Regions from separate parts of the Mus musculus genome. Here region 1 is linked to region 2. A link is a contact called in public promoter capture Hi-C data. All regions are on one chromosome and are shown on one strand. Each heading gives the region's core, a stretch centred on a gene start, on an enhancer-like site or on the middle of the called end of the contact. The rest is flanking DNA. Distances are from core to core; before and after follow the strand shown. Region 1 holds the start of Lmx1a (LIM homeobox transcription factor 1 alpha). Region 2 holds the start of Lrrc52 (leucine rich repeat containing 52).

What was found. Promoter capture Hi-C pulls out the DNA fragments that hold promoters and counts their contacts.
Region 1: a promoter capture Hi-C map of liver shows a contact between it and region 2. The contact joins the promoter of Lmx1a here to the promoter of Lrrc52 in region 2. A contact is called at or near these places in 4 of 39 promoter capture datasets (the C10 cell line, cranial neural crest, embryonic stem cells and 1 more) and 1 of 9 other capture datasets (adipose tissue).

What each region holds. Positions count from the first base shown.
Region 1 is chr1:167,686,278-167,691,451 of GRCm38.p6, reverse strand. Lmx1a (LIM homeobox transcription factor 1 alpha) reads right to left here and starts at 1,894. Exons shown (of 8, transcript NM_033652.5): 1 at 1,602-1,894. The coding sequence starts at 1,677.
Region 2 is chr1:167,465,428-167,470,586 of GRCm38.p6, reverse strand. Lrrc52 (leucine rich repeat containing 52) reads left to right here and starts at 3,807. Exons shown (of 2, transcript NM_001013382.3): 1 at 3,807-4,494. The coding sequence starts at 3,873.

The DNA.
Region 1 (5,174 bases), core at 645-3,144, 220 kb before region 2:
TTGTTTGGCGTGAAAATTGCAGGTGGCTTTTCATAATTAGGAAACGTCAAGATGGGGAAAAATAATAGCTGAGCGCAGAGACCCTGAGAAGGGTGCTGGCCAGAGAATTCTAGATCTTCTGCGCTCAGAAGCGCTGATTGGAGCAACAAACCTCTTAGCTCAGTCAGAGAATCTTCTCTGCCCTACCCTTTGACCTTTTTGACTTTTTCCCTTCGGGTCTTGTTCCAGCCCCCCCCCTTGCCCCCAACAAGCAAGGGAGAAATACTTGGCCGCCTTTGTTGACAATTTTCACAACCGTTTAAAGAAGCCCTTGTCCCACAAGAACACTCTTGTCTGTGATGTCCCAAAGGGACGATCCTTCTCCATACCACTACACTAATCTCACTTTCTGCTTTGTAAGCTGGACAGGTCGTTTTGTGTGGTGGGAAGCCAGCAAGAAGGCCTGGGGAGAAAGTGGTCGTTCTCAATTGTAAATTTCTGTTGTCTTGGTCTCAGCACCCCATCCTATGGTTGGGACAAACCATAGGATGGGTCGCGGGTCTCATGGTGCAGAGAACCAAACCCAGTGTGCCTGAGTCCGCACACAGGCTCTAGCCTGCGTCTTCCTTCTTGCTCTGGGGAGAAAATCCTGACAATTTCGAAAGGGAGGTTGAAAGAAGAGGGCATGGGTTTTGTAATTTCGTTTCCTCTGAACTGTTGGGGTGGAGTGGGCGATTTCTCTCTGGACATGGTTTCTATAATCGAAATTTTTTCAGCCCCACTCTATTGGTTCTAAAGTTAGAGAAAGAGGCAAGAGGTTTAAATAAAAGAAAAATCTCTCCTTCAGAAAGAAGCGGGAAGAAACACAGGAAGAAAGAAAATTTAAAAACAAAACAAAACAAAACATTTTTTTCTCCAAACTTGAAAATTCCAAAGGGAGAGTTGAAGAGACACTGGCAAAACAAGCCTGAACTCTGAAAGACCCATGGGTATGACTCTTTGGATCTCTCTATTCTCTGCTCCTTCGAAGTGGCTGGGTTGGGGGTAGAGGGATACCAAGCTTGCGGAACAGGGGTCCGGCTTCAGTTAATTAAAGACCAGGCAAGGGCCCCGCCGTGCAAGCTAATCCCAGCGCAGCGCTGCCCACCAGCCCGGAAAAGCCTCTCGGCCATGCCCAATACTAAAATTGGGGCTGCAGTTGGTGGGGGAAGAGAAGAACCTGGGCGCTCTGGGCCTCGGATCTCTCATGCTAGGACACAGGCCTCTGAGAAACCGGTGGCATTTATGAGCCGTCGATCAGCTCCGTGATTAAAAATCCAGCCCTGGGTATTATTAATCACTTGCCACTCAAATGCCTTGTGAACATGCTCGCCCGCCCCTCAAGGCTTTGGGGAATTCGATGTTGAACTCGTGAAGCCTGGGGAGGCTTGATGGTTGTATTTAGGTAGGGACGACTCAAAAGGACTGATGGACACGGAAAGACAGAGATTGTGGGCACCTCTGTGTGCGCGCGAAGAGGGTGCTAGTCTGGTCGCTTAACCCAGTATCAGAGACCTGACGTACTGAGCTCCCGGCCCCGGCAGAAGGAGGATGCTCTAGGGAGCATGCGGTTGAACACTTACCCAGCAAAGAGGAGAAAGATGCCGAGGTCTCAATCGCACTTTGAAAGTTCTCCTCCATCTTCAGGCCGTCCAACATGTTCGGGGTGAGCCAGGAGGACCTGTAGAGCGGAGGAACGGTTGAGTCTAGCTTCCCGTGCCTGTTGGGACTCCGCACCCTCAGTTGCCACTCTCCTGGGACAGGACAGAAGCAGTGTCCAGGGCGACAAGAATGAGCCTAGAGGGTAGAGTCCAGACAAGGGAAATGTAAGGTGGGAGGAGAGAGAAGAGCCACCGTGAACTGCTCGGACGGCTCTGATTTCACTTGAAGTCAACGCGTTATGTGCTAAGGCCTCCGCCCCCTAACTGCGTTCTCCTAACCCCCACCCCCACCCCTGTCCCCAGGTTTCCCATTCCAAGACCGACTCCGCCCCATCCTATACTAATGTGGCCCCTAGGGATCCCACCACTAGAACTATGGTACTCTGTGTGATGGGGTGGGGGTACGCCTGCTCTCAGAGCCAGGGCCAAGCCGGGACCAACCAGGTCCGATATCCCAGTGGCACCACCACTCACTTTCGACCCTCACCTGTCTTAGAGAGAGGCAGAGTAAGGGACTCGGAGACTGTCCCGCCTGCTTCCGTACTCCTGGCGCAGCGCTCTGCTTGGGGGGTGGGGGGGGGGCGCTCGGGAGTAGGCGTGCGGGGCGCGCGGGGAGGTCCTCCCGCCGGTCGGCCAGTGCCGGGAACGTCTGCAGGAGCAAAGGAGTCGCCTTGGGGAGGAGCCGCGACTGGCCCGGTTCACTCTTGGATGCATTTCAAATCAACTTTCAGAAACACGCCCGCCCGAGCCGGAGCCTAAGGATCCCCGCAGCCTTCCTTACCTGATGGGCGAGCTCGCGCCCAGCGTCCGGAGCAGCGCGAAGTGGCCGGGAGACGCCGGGCAGCTTTGGCGGAGGGAGGAGGCGTCCCCTAGGCTGCAGCCAGAGCAGCCGCCCGGACTCCGGCGCACCCGGGAGAGAGCAGGAGCGAACGCCGGCCCCCGATTCCGCTCCTCGGCGCGCCGGAGTGGGGCCGGGCCGTGGCCTCAAGCCGCCGATCCTCCTCGGGACGTCCCGCCAACACGCGCCGCTCTGCAGCCGGGAAGGGGAAACCAGGCGGCTGCTCCAAGATCGGCGGTGGAACCGGAGGCCCAGGGTCCTGGGTGCAAAGTCCGCCCTGCCTTCTTCGAGGCGGCTCGGGCGGTTTCTGACAGTGGCCGCTGGCTGCGTGCGCGGCCCGGGAAGGGGGTGGGGTGCGCAGGGCGGGGGCCTGGGAGCGCGTCCCGTGGCGGGGCCCGCGGTGCTCTGTTTCCCCGGCTTGGCTGCTCGACCCACCGCGAGGCTACAGCCTGATGCTCCAGTCTGCTGCCCGGACCTCCCGGACGCGCCAAACTTTTCCTTCTCTCCACGTGGAACGGTTGCCCCGGGGGAGCTACACCCCAGACTCGGCAGAGATCCGTGCCACCTAGACTTCACGCGGGCGGGATGGGGATCCGGTTGCTCTCGGATCTGCACCGTAAGTGATGACTAACCTCAGACACCTGGAGGTCGCGGGGATCGCCTAGAGCCCCCAACCCCAATCCTCTCTGCTTTGTGAACTCTGGCACCAGAAGCTCCAAGCTCTTCGGATTTTCATTCACCCACTTGCTCCTGCAACTTACAAATTTGTTTTGGCTTAAAACTCAACTCACCGTTTCTGGCTGAAACTACTTCACTGCTGGGAAATGCAATAATGGGACCCATGGCCAAACCTTGAATCAGGCTCCCTCTATCCTATCCTGCTGGCTGGATGCTAGACTAGAAGTCAGCCAAGGGGACTTTTCTTAGAAAAGAAGATCCTGGGGGCAGTTTTTAATTCCCTGTGATTCATAACATTCTGCAGCGACAGCCCTCCAGCCTCTCTAGAGGCAGGAACAGGGTCTTGCTCCTCTATTCCAAGAAAAGCCTGGGGCCAAGTGACTCAATAAACACATCATTGCGTTGGCTAACATTTTATCGACCATTAATTTTGTGCCAATCTTTATTCCGTAGCCAACTTATCTAATCTTTAAATTTTAAGGTGGGGAAAATTATAGTCTCAGTGTTCGGGTTGCCCTAAGGAAATGGGACACCTGTCCACGTGAAATTCTAGCCTGCTCTCCAGAACACCGTTGGGAGGTCCAATTCCATGGGCTTCTCTAGGGCACCCTCACTTCTACACTGCGAGGAACTCGGTGGCAGTAATCCAGCGCTATAGCATGGTCAGAAGACATACCATGTAAGCAAGTATTCCCTAGTGCCCTTCACCAAGGAAAAGATCTCTTCCTGAACTTATGTCCAACAAGCTCTTCTGTGCTTAGGGACACACACACACACACACACACACACACACCCTGCCCACCCGCAGCATCCTAAGTGTGTTCTATCTGCAAGCACACGCCAAACGCAGAATATGACTTTAGAGGAACAAGGGGAAAGGGCAGAGAGTTTAATACCCTATATTAGAATACTGCTTTAAACTTTTTAGGGTGCTCCTATATTCATGGTTTTGCTTGATCTCTATGACAAACCTGTGAGGTAGACAGAACAAATAATTTTATCTATTGTCCTAGACAAATCTTTGGGGCTTAATACAGCCAGGAGATTTCTCTGCTGTTAAACAGGTGGCTATTGGTATGTCTTCTAACACCTGACCTTTGTCATGTCTGCCATCCAGATAGAACAGGATATGGGGGTAGAGATAAATTACATGTATTCTTGAGATAATATATACGATAGAATTTTTTTAAGAAAAAAAGAACACAGCATACACCCACAAGAAATATTATTTTAAGTGCCCAGCTGAGTTTTTGTTTAACTAAGAGTCTTGAGTTTACGAAACATATTTAACTACTGGGTAAGAAATATCCAGTAGCGAATATCCAGATGATGGATAAATAGATGGTGTTTGATCTGAGTCTTTTTGGTGGTTCTGGCATCAGGAAGAAAGCCTGGTTAGTGTAGCACACCCAAGTCTGTCTTTCCCCCAGTTGGTTTGGGCACTTCAGATAAGTACTACGTCTCACAATCCCATTGTAAGTTCTGCCTCAGTACAGAAGTGCATAGATGCCTTAACAAATAGTGTTTCGTTGGCTGAGGGGTGAATGACCCTCTCTGCTGTAGTCTGAACCTACAGGGAAGGTTCCATAAGCAAAAAAAAATCTCAGTTCCAAGTGGCTTTCCCCCACTTCTATACATAGCCAATATATTTGTATCATATCCATCCTCACTTCCCAGACCTCCCCCAACACATCTTCTTGTGTCCTTTTCTTTTTGGTTTTCAGTGCAACCTGCTGGGTCTAACAAGTGCTGTCTTGTGTGCACGAAACCCATCCGTGGCCAGACTCCCAGAAAAAAAATCGTTCCACCTTGCTAAGTCTGCCAGTAGTTTCTCACACTTGAATTTTGACTGGATTGATCTTGTGTAGATCTTGTGGGTGTGACATGGCTTCTGTGGGTCCACTTGAGCAAGAGCCATTTCACACCCGGGACACAGCTAATCACAGTACTCCTCCCATCTGCCAGCTCTTAAACTCTTT
Region 2 (5,159 bases), core at 2,558-5,057:
AATTTGTCACAATTGCAACCGGTGGCCTGAACTGCTAGGTCAATTTATTCCACAGAATTAATGGAAAGCATAGAGAGTGTTCCAGGCACTTGTGGGTGGCGTGATTGGTAGTTAAGGCTTGTGCCTGGACCTCTCTGGCTCTTGTAACTTGTCTGTTATGTAACACTGGACACTGGTACTCCTTGGAGTCTATCCCTTCACTACAGGGCTCATTGGGTGGCTAGGAGATCACATACCTGACACTGGCAGTTACTGTCCTTTTAACAACTCTAGAAAGGCAATGTCCATCCTGGTCCACAGAACAAGTTTCAAGACATCCAGGGCTATAGAAAGAAACCCCATCTCAGAAAACAGACAGACAGACAGACAGACAGACAGACAGTAGATTTTATTTAGTGCTTGAACGGGCACCATTGCTTCCTTCTGTGGCCATAAGGTTCCCTGGATGTCTTGAAACTTGTTCTGTGGACCAAGCCCTCAGTTAGAGATGTGCCTGCCTCTGTCTCCCTAGTTCTGGGGTTGAAGGTGTGCCACCATCACCATCCAGATCAATAAAATCTTACCCCCAAGTTACACTACACAGGCATCTGCACTGAAATCTACAAGGCATCTGGAAAACCAAGCCATGATCTCTCCTTGATATCAGCCGTAGGTCACAGCCTTACTTTTAGTCCTAAGAACATGGAATAATACCAGCCACGGTACATAGATCTATCTGTTCTGAGCTGGAAGTGGGATCTAATCCCTCTGCTAAACCTTGTATGCAGTTCTGAGGCTTCCTCTTGGGCACTCCTGGATAATGAATGCTGCAGAAATGCACAATATGGAGGAATCCTAAAATCAAAGGCATTCCTGGGGAACATAAGGAATTGGAGTGAGTTCCTCCAGCCTTTACTCTTAAGGATTAGGCATCTTTGAGTGAAAAGATACCAGCTTCTACCAAAGTCAGACCCAAGGTGTATATAGACAGCTGCATACACTCGGATTTGGCCTGTGGGCCCCAGTTCTCTCAGCATGCTTTGGAACTTCTTTCTCTTTTCCACACTAACCTTATCTGTTTTCATTGCTTCCGTTGGCCCTTGGCCCACAGCCACTCTCTCGGTGAGGACTCTGTTTAAGAAGAGCTGGACTGGATCAACATCTGGGGTGAATGGGATACCCTGAGTGGCTCTTATACCAAAGTCATCAAAATGTTACCTTCTTTAACTATGAACCCATGTTCAACAGCTAGGAAAAAAAAAAAACAAGTATTGGCCTGTGTACCACTGATTGCTAACTCCACGTAAGTCCTCGGTTGGCCCCATTCACACATTTAATACACTGGCATCTAGATTTCTCATTGCTTTCTTCCTAGGCAAATAAAAATACACCCAAGTCAACTTCCCTTAGCACCAGAAGCAAGGCAGCTATGCATCCATGAGTCCTGAGGCTTCAGGATTAGAAACTGTTTAGCTACCTCAAACAAAGGGGATGCCTGAGGTTGGCCATTCCAGGGAGTTAGGTGTAGCTGGTTAGTGCCACTCAGTCACCTTTAGCGTGGCTTATTTATCTAAGGCTTTTGAAGGGGAGCGTGCTTGTCATAGTATGGTCAAACAGGTAAGGCCAGGTCTGATGCTCCTGTCCTGGAGTCAAGAATGCTGGAAAGTGAAATGCAGAAACCTGGAGTCATGGTCCTCTGAGGGAAAGAAGACTCTAAGAGGGAGAATGGTGTAAAAGAAAGGTGGAAGAGCTGGTGGTGTGGCTTACGAGGTAAAGCCACTTGTTACCAAGCCTGATGGCCCGAGTTCAGTCCCTGGGGCCCACACGGTGGAAGAGAGCTCCTGAGACTTACCCTCTGACGTCCATGTACAGTCATGTCCATGCACACATTCCCCACAAACACACACGTGCCCAAATACACACACGCATACACCCACACACACACACACACACACACACACACACACACACACACACACGTGCACATACTCATGCACACATACACACACTGTAATTAAAACATTCATCAAACAAAGAGTAGAGAGACACAGTAGGAGCATTCTGAAAGCTCTGGAGGTCAGTCAGGGACCATCACTCCTGGGAACATCTCCCAGAGTGTCCTAGGATGCCCAACCTGAGCATCACACGCTGCTGCACTCCCAGAGAGTACGGCCACTGTGAAGACTAATCTATGATACAGTGAAGACTCTACTAGATGCTCTAAATTTATCTCAGATGCAATGTTCTAAGATCGAGGGAGGGACTTGTTTATGTTTTTTTTAACTGATTTTTTTTTTTAATTATAAAGAAAGGTTGGCTTCCCTATCAATTAAATCTTGCTTCAATTGGGAAAACTATCATTTAAGTCATTACATTAAGTGTTTGAGATTTCTGCCTGAAGAAGGTCACTTTCAATTTAGTAAACATCCCTAAGTCATCACGTTAATTCCCAGCCAGTCACCCGAGAAATGCTGAGTCAGGAAACATAACCAAGCATTAGCTAACTAGCCATGAATCCACTCGACTTTATTCATTTCTCTCTTGGCAGAGAAGCAAGAAAAGGAAGCAAGCCATCAGAGACATTCACGCATCATTCATTCAATAAGTATTTATTAAATGCCTAGTGCCAGGCGCTATGCTAAGCTAAATACAAGTTTCATTGAGCTATTAATATTCCCACCTACATTATATGTGAAGGTTTTTAAAGAATAAGGTACTGCTTTCCATAAATAACCCATTTTAACTCCTGAGGTGCTTCATCTTCATTTCTGACCTCATGCCTTCCCCCACAGAGAGAGTTATACACCCCAGACCCCATTCCTCTAGAGACTCCTTTCATCTGTCAAGCACTTAATGAGCAGAAACTCACAGTAGAAACACTAGACCTGTACTCGCTGTGTTTAAACTCCTTGAAAAACACAAGTCATAAGAAATGATTCATATTATCACACTCACAGGTTTTTATTCTGCGTTTGGGCTTTGTTTTAAGGGGAATAACTTACTGTTCAAAAAAGTCTTTTTAAAATAAGAATGTGTACATGCATGTGTGCACACACACACACATACACACACAATCCAAATGTAGACAAGGATGTATAAAACCTAGAAATAAAATCTTAAGAGTCTCACCTTATCAGAGGATTTATTACAAAAGAGGCAAACCCCTTTCCTATCTTCTAAAAACAACTGACATCCCTCAAAATTTAGAAACCAGGAAACGGTCTGCTCTAAAAGCTGATCACCAGAAAGGATGATAGGGCTGGAGACATCCCAGGTTCCCACTAGGAATGGACTAAGGGCTTATATCTGGCCAAATCCTCTCTGACACCTCCGTGTGGAGCTGATATGAACACTCCAAGAATGCCCTGGCACACACCTGCACACAGGGCCCTCATGTGTGTTCCCCCCACACCTGCATGCCTGACTCCTCCAGAGAGCAAGCTTACCTACATACACAAAACACCCCTGACCACCCAGAAGGAGAGGTGAGAAACCTCTCTCCCTCTGCCTCAGAGTCTCCCGAGGCTGCTGACATCACAAAAGTGTCAACTGGCAACCTCATTGTCATGCGGTTCTCCCCTGGCTCCCCTTCACTTACAAAGGCAGGGAAAGGGTGAGACCTTTCAGAGCTGCCAAGTGGGCGAGCTTCCAACAGCACTCGGACTGAGCAAGTAGCAGAGCCACCAAGCCGGCAGCAGGGCACTGGGCCTCGTGTTTCAACTTCTGTTCAGTTCTCCTGTAATGGAAAATTGCTTTGCACAAAGCTAGAGTGTTACAGTTTTTTCCAGCACCCATCCCCTGCCCTGCCCCACCCCTCGGCAGCCTTCAGATCAGAAGGACAGCTTGTACCCGCCCTCAGGAAGGTAGAAGGAGGGGAACCTTGGCTTCTTACTATGTCCCTTGCTTCAGGCCCTAGCTCCAAGTTGTTACTCTTTTCTCTTGGAATGGGGTTGGTATCAGGGTCCAAGTGTCCAAACAAGTGTGTGTGTCAAGACCAAGAAGTAGCCTGCATAGATTTGCACCTAACGGAATACCCAGCTGATATTCCTCTGAACACCCGGAGACTATACCTGAACAATAACAAAATCACTAGTTTACCAGCTTTGCAGCTGGGATTCCTCAGTGACCTCGTTTACTTGGACTGTCAGAACAACCGGATTCGAGAGGTGATGGATTATACCTTCATCGGGATCTTCAGACTCATCTACCTTGACCTCAGCTCCAACAACCTAACTTCCATCTCCCCTTTCAGCTTCTCAGTGCTCACCAACCTGGTGCGGCTGAACATTTCACACAACCCTCACCTGTTGTATCTTGACAAATACGTCTTTGCCAACACCACGTCTTTGAGGTACCTGGACCTCAGAAACACCGGATTGCACATCATCGACCATAATGGCTTCCACCACCTGGTGGTGCTCCAGACTCTGTACCTAAGTGGGAACCCCTGGATATGCAACTGCTCCTTCCTGGACTTCACCATCCACTTATTAGTGTCCCATATGGACCACCCAGGTAAGGGGTTGATTGGCAGTGGGTGCCATGCCATGGGAGGGACTGGTTTCTGAGAGGGGTAGTCAAAAGATGATCGGGATGGAGGGAAAGCTGTGTGAGATGGTTAAAAAGTACCGTCACTGTTTGGCCCGGCCCCCTCCTTGGGTTGACTGGAGAGGCAATAATGCTTAATAGCAATAGTTCTAGAATGAGAATTCAGAACTCAAACATGTCACCTACCACTCCTGTGCCTTTAGAAAAATCTCATTTCTCTGCACCTGTTTTCCATTCCATAAAACCGGTACATATTACATAATTTGCAGAATTGTAGCCAACAAAATGTGTATGTAAATGATACAAAATGTGTACTGTAATTGTAAAGTTACAAAGTAATTCAAGGGCACTGGGCTCCCCTGGGTAAACTGTGTTAATCTGATTAATGCCGTGACTGAATTTTTCCAGGGTCTAAAATAAATTCAGTCCTTCACAGGTGAGGGAGAATCCAACAGGGCTCAGGGAATGTTCCACGGGTGTGGCAGGGGTGGGGTGCACAGGAGCCTCGGGGACAGCAAAAGACAGAGGACAGAAGGAAAGCCTTTGATAGACTTGTTTCAAAATGCTGAGCTCACAGGAAAGTGCCAAGCTGGGAGAGTCCGGTGTTATAGACTTACCTGGGGAGAGTTCCA